Regions from separate parts of the Mus musculus genome. Here all the other regions are linked to region 2. Evidence: chromatin contacts called from public HiChIP or PLAC-seq and Micro-C data. All regions are on one chromosome and are shown on one strand. Each heading gives the region's core, a stretch centred on a gene start, on an enhancer-like site or on the middle of the called end of the contact. The rest is flanking DNA. Distances are from core to core; before and after follow the strand shown. Region 1 holds the start of Npnt (nephronectin). Region 2 holds the start of Cxxc4 (CXXC finger 4). Region 3 overlaps Arhgef38 (Rho guanine nucleotide exchange factor (GEF) 38).

Region 1 (2,700 bases), core at 25-2,524, 1.3 Mb after region 2:
AACTATTATTTTTCCTTTTCTTGCAGAAAAGTCCTGTTTTTACACATACTGATAAATCAGGATAGTGTAACCAAACTGGCACAGAACTTTTCGTTAACAATTTGAAGTAGCAGAAACCTTAAAATGATGCGAACGGAGTGACAGTTGAATGTACGGTAGCAAATACTTTCGATTAACATTTATGAGCACCTACTATGTGCCAGGCAATGTTGTAGGCACTAAACAAAGATAGCTCTTCTTGGAGAGTTTACATTACAACAGAAAGAAGACATAGATAAACAAATTATGCTGTAAGAGAAAAGATCAGTACAATGGGGGGGGGAAGGCAAAGTATGGCTGGACGTGACACCAGAGGGGAAGATAAGAATTTTAAACAGCATTCATATTTGGCTTTTAGGGTGACTTTTAGGCAAGGAAGTGAGATTCAGCTATACACACAACCTCTTCAATGCATGCCTAGAGGGTGCCAGGCCAGGAGATCATGGACTGAAGAGAGAGAGGACAGGACAGCCAGCCATTGGGGGTATGGCCTAAGGACGGGAATGATTTAAGTTTGAACGTATATTTATGAAAATCATTTCTTTTCAGTCCTTTGGTGCAATGCTTTTTATGATAGCTCAGTAACTACTTCAAATGGTTCTAAAGAGGTCCCCTCAAGACCAGCTACACCACAAGCTAAGTGGTAACTAACTCCCCTTCCTCTGGGGTGGAGCACTTGCCCTACCCACGGGGGTGCACCAAGTGGAGCTTCAGGACACAGACAGTTTTCCAAGGTTCTTCTCTTTCTCCTGAGCCCAGAGTTCTTCTTCAAAATTCGACCTGAGAGCCGAACCCCCCCCACCACACTCCCCACCCCCGTTAAAAGGTGCAGGGATATTCCAGCTCTGTAGGAGAAGCAATCTGGGTCTGCCTGCCTTCATCAGTCCAGGAACCCCTCCGGTAGGTGCAGAAAAGTTGGGTTCTCCCCTATAGACCACCTGTGTGTGTATGTGGGGGGGCATCTGTCTACCCCCACAGAACGCGTACTTCCACTTCCAACCCCACTGTCGCCCCAGCCTCTGGCGGCTGGGCTCACTTTTTCAGGCAGGTCACCCGACAAGCCCTCTCCCTAGCTCTGCTCCCAACTTTTCTCGCAGCCCGGGGGCAAGCGCCACCCGTGGCCGAGGCTGCCTGCGCGCCGCATCCCCGCCCCTGAGCCGCCCCTGCCCCTGGGGCCCGGGGAGGGGCGAGCCCCGGCGCGCGCCCAGGGCACCAGGGCGGCGGGGCAGGGAGGGCGGCGGGCTGCGCGGCGCGTCCCTCCCGCCTCGCCCCTCCCCGCGGGCGGCGCGGCTCCCGCCGCAGCGCCTCCCCTCGCCAGGAGGGAGCCGGAGGGGCTCTGCCAGCCCGCCGCAGACCTGCCCGGCTGCGCGCTGCGCTCTGTGCGTCCCAGCAGCCGCGGGTGCCGCGCCGAAGGCGGCCGGGAGATCCCGGGACGCGCAGCTCCCCGCAACCTTCAGCGTCCCCGCGTCCCGGTCCTCCGGCATGGCTGTGCTCCTAGCGGCGGTGCTCGCGTCCTCGCTCTACCTGCAGGTGGCTGCCGACTTCGACGGGAGGTGAGGCGGGTCTCGGGTGCCCTCCCCTTTCCCTCAGGGACCTCGAGTGGAGCAGCCTGGCTCCGGGCTCAGGAGAAAGAGAGGCTCGTGCCCCGTGTGCGGTGAGAGCGGGCAGGAGCAGGGACACAGGTGACGCGTGGAGCGTCCCTACAGCCAGTGATCAGGATGGACTGTGTCCCGAGGGGAAACTTGCAGGTGACCCGGCGATTCGACAAAGGGTGGCGGCGAGGACCGTACTTGGAACAAATGGCACCCGAGGGCTCTCGGTTTGTGGTTCGGAGGGGGGACGGTGTACACAAGCTTAACATGAGTACTGAGAGGAGGCGCTCGGGGTGCGTGTGTGTGTGTGTGTGTGTGTGTGTGTGTGTGTGTAGCACGCGGCACCGCTCAGACCTGGCGGGCCTGACTGTTGCTTGCTCTGACAGGTCCCAACAACCTCCGGCAGGGTCTCTGCTGTCACTCAGCGTGTCCCCCCAAGGCAGCGCACCGCGCGATCTCCCCGGAGATCCCGGGCTCAGTCCCCACTGAAGGCCTCAGCTGGACAGGTTTCCCGCTGGCTCACACCACCACTCACCCCTGTCCCCATCCCTCAGAGCTTGTCCCAGGGCTGCCTTGAAGATGCCGCACCTGTTTTACCTGCAATCTTGGAACGAATCAATTCCAGGATTGATTGGCTTTCCTGTCCCTGGAGGGGACCAGAGGAAAAGCCTCGGAGCGCGGAAGAAAAAGGCACCCGCTCCCGGTTCACCACCTGGTCGGAGGAAATAGAAGTTGGGGTTGTTTTGTACTTTGAGCCTGAGGGTAAAGCGAAGATGAATTGAAGAGATAAAGAGTTTAAAGAAGAGTGGAAAGCAGCCAGAGGCTAAGCCTTTTATTTTCCAAAAGCAATTCTTTGCCCACATTTGGATTTGTGGTGCATTACTTTGGGGCACACATATTTACAAAGAAACACACACACACACACACACACACACAGCCTAGGTGTCCATTTACAAAGAAACACACACACACACACACACACACACACACACACACACACACACACACACAGCCTAGGTGTCCAGAAAGTCTGGTAGGTGTGAATCTAAACAGGCTAACAGTCACAGGT
Region 2 (2,700 bases), core at 143-2,642:
GATGAGGCACCCTAAAAAAAGGGGGGTTTATGTAAACAAATCCCTATTAGGCAAAGTAAAGCAAGATAAGGAACCTCCCTCCGGCTGGATTAGAAACTGGCAGGCATCCTTCAATCACAGCAAGTCCCTAATCACTCAGGCACCACCTCTGTGGTTTCACATTAGGGAAAACTGCTCCCTTCTGAGGCCTGATGACAATACAAAGGTGCCCCCCAAATCCTCCTGGCTAAATATTCCTGACACTTGCTAGGGTCTGGGGGGAAAGACACAGTAAGAATACACATACAGCTTCCGTTTCTGTGAATTACATTGAAGATGCAAGATCATAATAACTGCTAGTCACTAGAAACTAGTTCCGCCAACCATGCAATGGGCATCATCCCACTGAGGGGAGGGGACACTAACATTTTAGTCTTTTGACCTTGTTCCAAATAAAGAAGGGATCTAATATCCCCCTTTCAGAGTCTTAGCATGGTGTTTCCAAACAAGCTGTCCTTGCTTCTCCAATTGCTACTACCTCCCCCCCCCTTCCCTCCTCTAGGTTCAATACCACCAGAAACTGTAGAAAAGGATTGTGCCCAGCATCCAGGTCATTATTGTTTAATCAATGCATCCCTGGAGCATGAAAAAAAGGTACCTAAGCCACAGCTATTGTTTGGCTTTTATTTAGCAACAAAATAAAGCACACACCAATAACTATAGTTCTAACACCAAAGCTAAAATAAACATCCATACTTCATGATCCTGCTTTGCCTCTGAACAATGTGACTGTACATGCCTAATACTGTATGTCTGATCTACCAGAGACATGGAGATCAAAGGTCATATTTAACATTCAGGAGGAGGGGCCGGTGCAGATTAATTAATTAATTAATACAGTCACGGTTTTTATTGCTGGAGACCAGCATTAATCTACTTTTACAATCCCACCGGACAGCAAACATTTAAGAGAGAAAGAGAAGCGGGGAAGCCAGAGGAAGAGAAAGAACAATCACTTACCAGTCTCTTTTTATTTGGGGAGCCTTAGAATTTACAGACGCTGCCAGTCTGCCTTTAATTAGTTGCACATCACCCCCTAACACAAAGAAACACAAATCCAGATGTGTCTTGGCAGCTCCCAATTACAACTTTAATACTTGTAAACAAACTGTTGGGAATGGGGGGGTGGGGTAAATAAATATGCGGATGAAAAAAAAATACCTGTAAATGGCTTTTTTTTTTCTTGTTGTAGAGAGGAGGAGGAGATGGTGTTAGTGGAGGGGGTGGAAGGAGGAGGAGGTGGGGGTGGAGAGGAAAGCGCCGAGTGTGAGCGTGTGTGGGAGAGCGCGGGGCTGTTGTCGGTGGTCTCTGCTCTTCCCGGCGCGTTGCTCCCGGTCCGTCTCCAGTCGCTGTGTGCGAGGGAGGGAGGGAGGGAGCCGGGGAGTCTCTCTCTCTCTCGCTCTCTCGCTCTCTCTCTCTCTCTCTCTCTCTCTCTTTCTCACCCCCCCCCCCCTCGCTCTGTTTGTGTGTGTGCGTGTGTGCGGTGGCTGGGGGAGGGGAGCGCGGAGAAAGGCGAGGGAGGCGGTGCGGAGCCGGGGGCGGGGGCGGGCCGAGGTGAGCAGGACGCAGGGCGCGGACACCTCCCGATGATTGGCTGCAAATTACACGGGGAACAAGAGGCGCACGCGGGCCAGCGCTCCTTTTCACAAATCCCCAGCTCGCCGGCGCGGCCACGTTTCCCGGCTCGCCCGCCACCCCGCCAGCCTCCGGCGCGGCGAAGGATTTGCTTTTTTTTTTTTTTTTTTTTTTTTTTTTTTTCTTCTGGCAGATAATTGTTTGGAAGGGATGGAAGAGAGGGCGTTCCCGCCCCTCGCGCCCTCGCTCTCTGCGGGTGTGTTTGTGCACGCTGGGCGGGGGGGTGTGTAAATAAACTTGTCTGGGTTCCCTGGCTGAGCTGGGAAGAGCTGTGCCAGACACAGAGGGGAGGTCCTGTGTGCTGCAGGAAGACTCTCTCAGTTTCACATCCCGGTCGCGTGCTTTTAAAGGATCTTCCTGGCGGGGCCGGGAGAGACTCTTTAAAAGAGAATCATTATCGTTTTAAAGTAAGGGGGAAAGGGACTGGTGTTCTGCTGGTTCGAATCCCTGAAATGTTATTATGCCGGAATGTAAAAAATTTGATGTGATGCTTGACCGGTCTCAGTCTGTGACTGCCTTTCTCTCTTCTCCCACACCGCCTTCCATTCCCACTGTGTCCGGGTCTTCCTGCCCTACAAAGCTTCGCCCTCCCCCTTTACTCTTTCATCCGGTAATTCCAAGGAGTCAAATATCTATCCCACCTCCCTAATTTTAATTCCAAACTTTACTTTCATATCTAAATGATCTCTTTTAACTAATTTTAATGTGATGGGCATTTTTACTTCCCATCACCTGGGGAAAATACTTCAAACTGAAAGATAAGTATTTAGCACACATCGCATATAAATAAAACTCATAAAATCCAACTATGAATTAACCCCTTCCTTCCTGCCTCAAAGAAACCGAGATACACTAAACACATGCTGTCCACACTGAAAGAAACAGGCATGAAATAGGATGTAAATGTTTAAGTCCTTTTAAATGTGATTCTTTCTCCTTTCCCCCTACCCACTTGGAAGGGATTTTGAGAAGGGATCTCACACTGTATCCCAGGAATTTCTAGAATTTGCTATACAGCTCAGGCTA
Region 3 (2,700 bases), core at 105-2,604, 1.1 Mb after region 2:
ATACTCAATATATATAATATATAACATATATTATATACATCATTTATATGATATGATAATCATATATATGGTTACATCTATTACTGAGCAATATCTACAACAAAATAAAGAGTTCTACAACAAAATAATCCAGCTGGCTGAATACGATACCTGCTCCCCAAACCAGAAATAGAATTCTATTATGAAAGAAACAGCTTATACTACTACTAAGTGCATTAAAGTAGCTTTATAAAGTTCTTGTGACTTTGATTTAGTATAAAGTTTTCTTTTTTAAGTAGGGCAACAAAATACTTTCTAAAAGATATTAGAGACTTTAAAAAAGATTAGTTGCTCTTTAAATTCAATTTTAAAGCATGAATTTGTTTGCCTAAGGTTAAGCAAAAAGAAATCCAAAGTTGCTACTTAAGGACACTATGAAAATGTCGAAAGAGGCATGATTTATTCATGGCTGTGTGCACCTGCACACCTGTACACCAAACTTCAATGTTTTACACAAAAATGAAGGATTATATAAATAGCACAGTTGTGCTTTCTGGCTGAAATCAGTGATTAGATGCAGGAGAAGTTTTGTGTACTGATGTGGCCCTAGGAGTGATGCTTCCTGTCTGACCTGTGAAAAATCCATGCCAGGAAAAGCAACCCTTGAGTTAACTCCTGAGAAAGAACTGTCATGAAGCCAGTGACTGCAACTTTCCTATCATGATGAGCACTTTACTATACATGAGCTCTGAAAAATTATATACGACCTTCATTTTCTACTTCTTTTACTTAAAATCAAGTACCCTGTAATTCTGAAATTAGACATTATTTTAATAGACCTCAGAAAAATACATTTCCAAGATAGCTTATAGGTTGTATATATATGTAAGCAATTCAAAAGATTAAGCCATTAGTTGCATTGTTATAATTACAACTAGGCATGCTAATGTATTTTGTTATATTCCTTTTTAAATTAATATTATACAGAATAGGATCCTCTGAAGTGGGCAATATTTTGTTTACCAAGATGAAGAGGAAGCTTTTGTAGCTAGTTTTTTTTAAATAAATAAAAATATATGCATCTTATTTACATTTCATTTTGAGATTCTAGTAGTTAAAAACTACTAGTATATATAATATAGAGTGTAAAATATCTGTCTGGTAATATAAAATTATCATTGGTGCAGATTCATGAAAAAAATCACAAAGCCACTTTCTTAACCTATCTTATACTTCAGAAAAAATATCTTGACTTTGAAGGACAGGAGGAGGTAAGGAAGAGATAAATGCATGTTTAGTCACAGCAGTGAAGCAATGGGTACCAGATGTTAAATGCTGGAACATTCCAAATCGTTCCAAAATACAATCCAGATTTAAATACAATCCAGATTTTGAGAAACTGCTTTTAAAATGCCTGATGCTATTTGTAATGAACACAGTCTGGGTGGTTTACACAAAGGGTTGTTTCAGCTACTGAGACATGGAATTGTCACTTCTTGGATCTTTATTTACCACATTGACTTCAACAGAGCTGTATGAATAAAAGGAGGAAATTATAAGAAATAAAGCCCTCACCCTTTAAGTTGTTTGTAGTACTACAGCTTCCTAATATATGCACTGCATTGCTAACTAGTGAAAATATTCAGACCTTACAAAATTCAGACCAAATGATCCTATACGTTTATATTATGGTCAGTGAGGTGGTTGCAGTTCACTGAGTAGACAGACACTGGACCTGGAATCCTGTAGGAATAGATTCTGTGTAAAGAATACAAATCTTCAAAGTCTAATTCTGTAGTTGCTTCCTTCTCTATACACACATAGATGTAAAATCAATCCAGTCCAAACTATAGTACTTCAGTTCTACTGGCTCTCACCCTGGGGTCTTTACGTAGCTACGATTTTCACGGTTGTACACTCTGGTTAGATGCAGGTAAATTTTGCGTATTTTGAAAAACAGGTCAACACGTTGGAAAAGACTAGACCTAAGATGTTCTTGGTTGGAAATCCTGGGAATATATTTTTACTAAATTAAATTTGTTTTGTTTTGCTTAAAATTCCACTGAGGCATCTGAATGTATCCATCACATTTCTAATTTCTTCTGACTTTTGTACTACTAAAATTTCATGTTGTTAAAAGTGATGTATTTCCTGTGAAACCTGGGGTCGTGACAATTTATAATTGTAACTAATAAAACTACTATCATGCCCTCGTCAAGATCTGGAATCATCTAACTTTTAAATACAGATGTGCTTTTATAGTGGACTTATAACCTGATATACTCACCATGTGTTTAAAACATCCTGATCTACTGACTATCACATTGTTCAGAAAGTCATTGCTATATAGAGAGTATCAGTTGCTTGGTGGCATGATCACATGAATACTGGGAGCTGCAACCTTTTGCCCCTGCCTGGAAATGAAATAGAATTTCAGAATATGTGAGCAACACAGGAAGATGACTTGAAGTGCAGATGCAACTAAATGTATGTGACTTTCACACTACTGAAAAATAAGAAAACAGTAAAGCATTATAAACCAGGGGTTGTTTGTATTAAGTCTTTTCATTTTATCTCATCTGAACTGCGTTTTATAAAGTAGGAAACTAACACAAAGGAGTTGAAGACCAGATCATTGCATCTTAAGACCAGCATTCTTTCTGTGTCATTTCATCTATTTTCAATTCACTAAATTCTATGCTTGATCTCATAAATTACAAT

The links. A called contact is a pair of places that touch in the nucleus more often than the background predicts. HiChIP or PLAC-seq counts read pairs in DNA pulled down with a chosen protein or histone mark.
Region 1: a contact with region 2 is called in a Micro-C map of embryonic stem cells, with 5 times the contacts expected there. The contact joins the promoter of Npnt here to the promoter of Cxxc4 in region 2. A contact is called at or near these places in 4 of 484 Hi-C or Micro-C datasets (all in embryonic stem cells) and 1 of 9 other capture datasets (embryonic stem cells).
Region 3: a contact with region 2 is called in an H3K4me3 HiChIP or PLAC-seq map of embryonic forebrain, with 6 times the contacts expected there. The contact joins the enhancer-like site here to the promoter of Cxxc4 in region 2. A contact is called at or near these places in 5 of 39 promoter capture datasets (cranial neural crest, frontonasal cranial neural crest, liver and 2 more), 1 of 484 Hi-C or Micro-C datasets (uterus) and 4 of 115 datasets of contacts at active chromatin or transcription factors (embryonic forebrain, embryonic midbrain, forebrain and 1 more).

Annotation. Positions count from the first base shown.
Region 1 is chr3:132,948,865-132,951,564 of GRCm38.p6, reverse strand. It overlaps Npnt (nephronectin), which reads left to right and starts at 1,274. Exons shown (of 14, transcript NM_001287101.1): 1 at 1,274-1,592. The coding sequence starts at 1,522.
Region 2 is chr3:134,235,187-134,237,886 of GRCm38.p6, reverse strand. It overlaps Cxxc4 (CXXC finger 4), which reads right to left and starts at 1,392. Exons shown (of 4, transcript NM_001004367.4): 1 at 1,201-1,392; 2 at 1,000-1,075.
Region 3 is chr3:133,112,100-133,114,799 of GRCm38.p6, reverse strand. It overlaps Arhgef38 (Rho guanine nucleotide exchange factor (GEF) 38), which reads left to right. Exons shown (of 14, transcript NM_001368752.1): 14 at 1-2,522. Among named protein-coding and RNA genes, the nearest start is that of Ints12, 22 kb to the right of the region's middle. Within about 2 kb of position 1,354, at least 3 of the 459 cell types and tissues checked have an H3K27ac peak or open chromatin away from gene starts, as enhancers often do.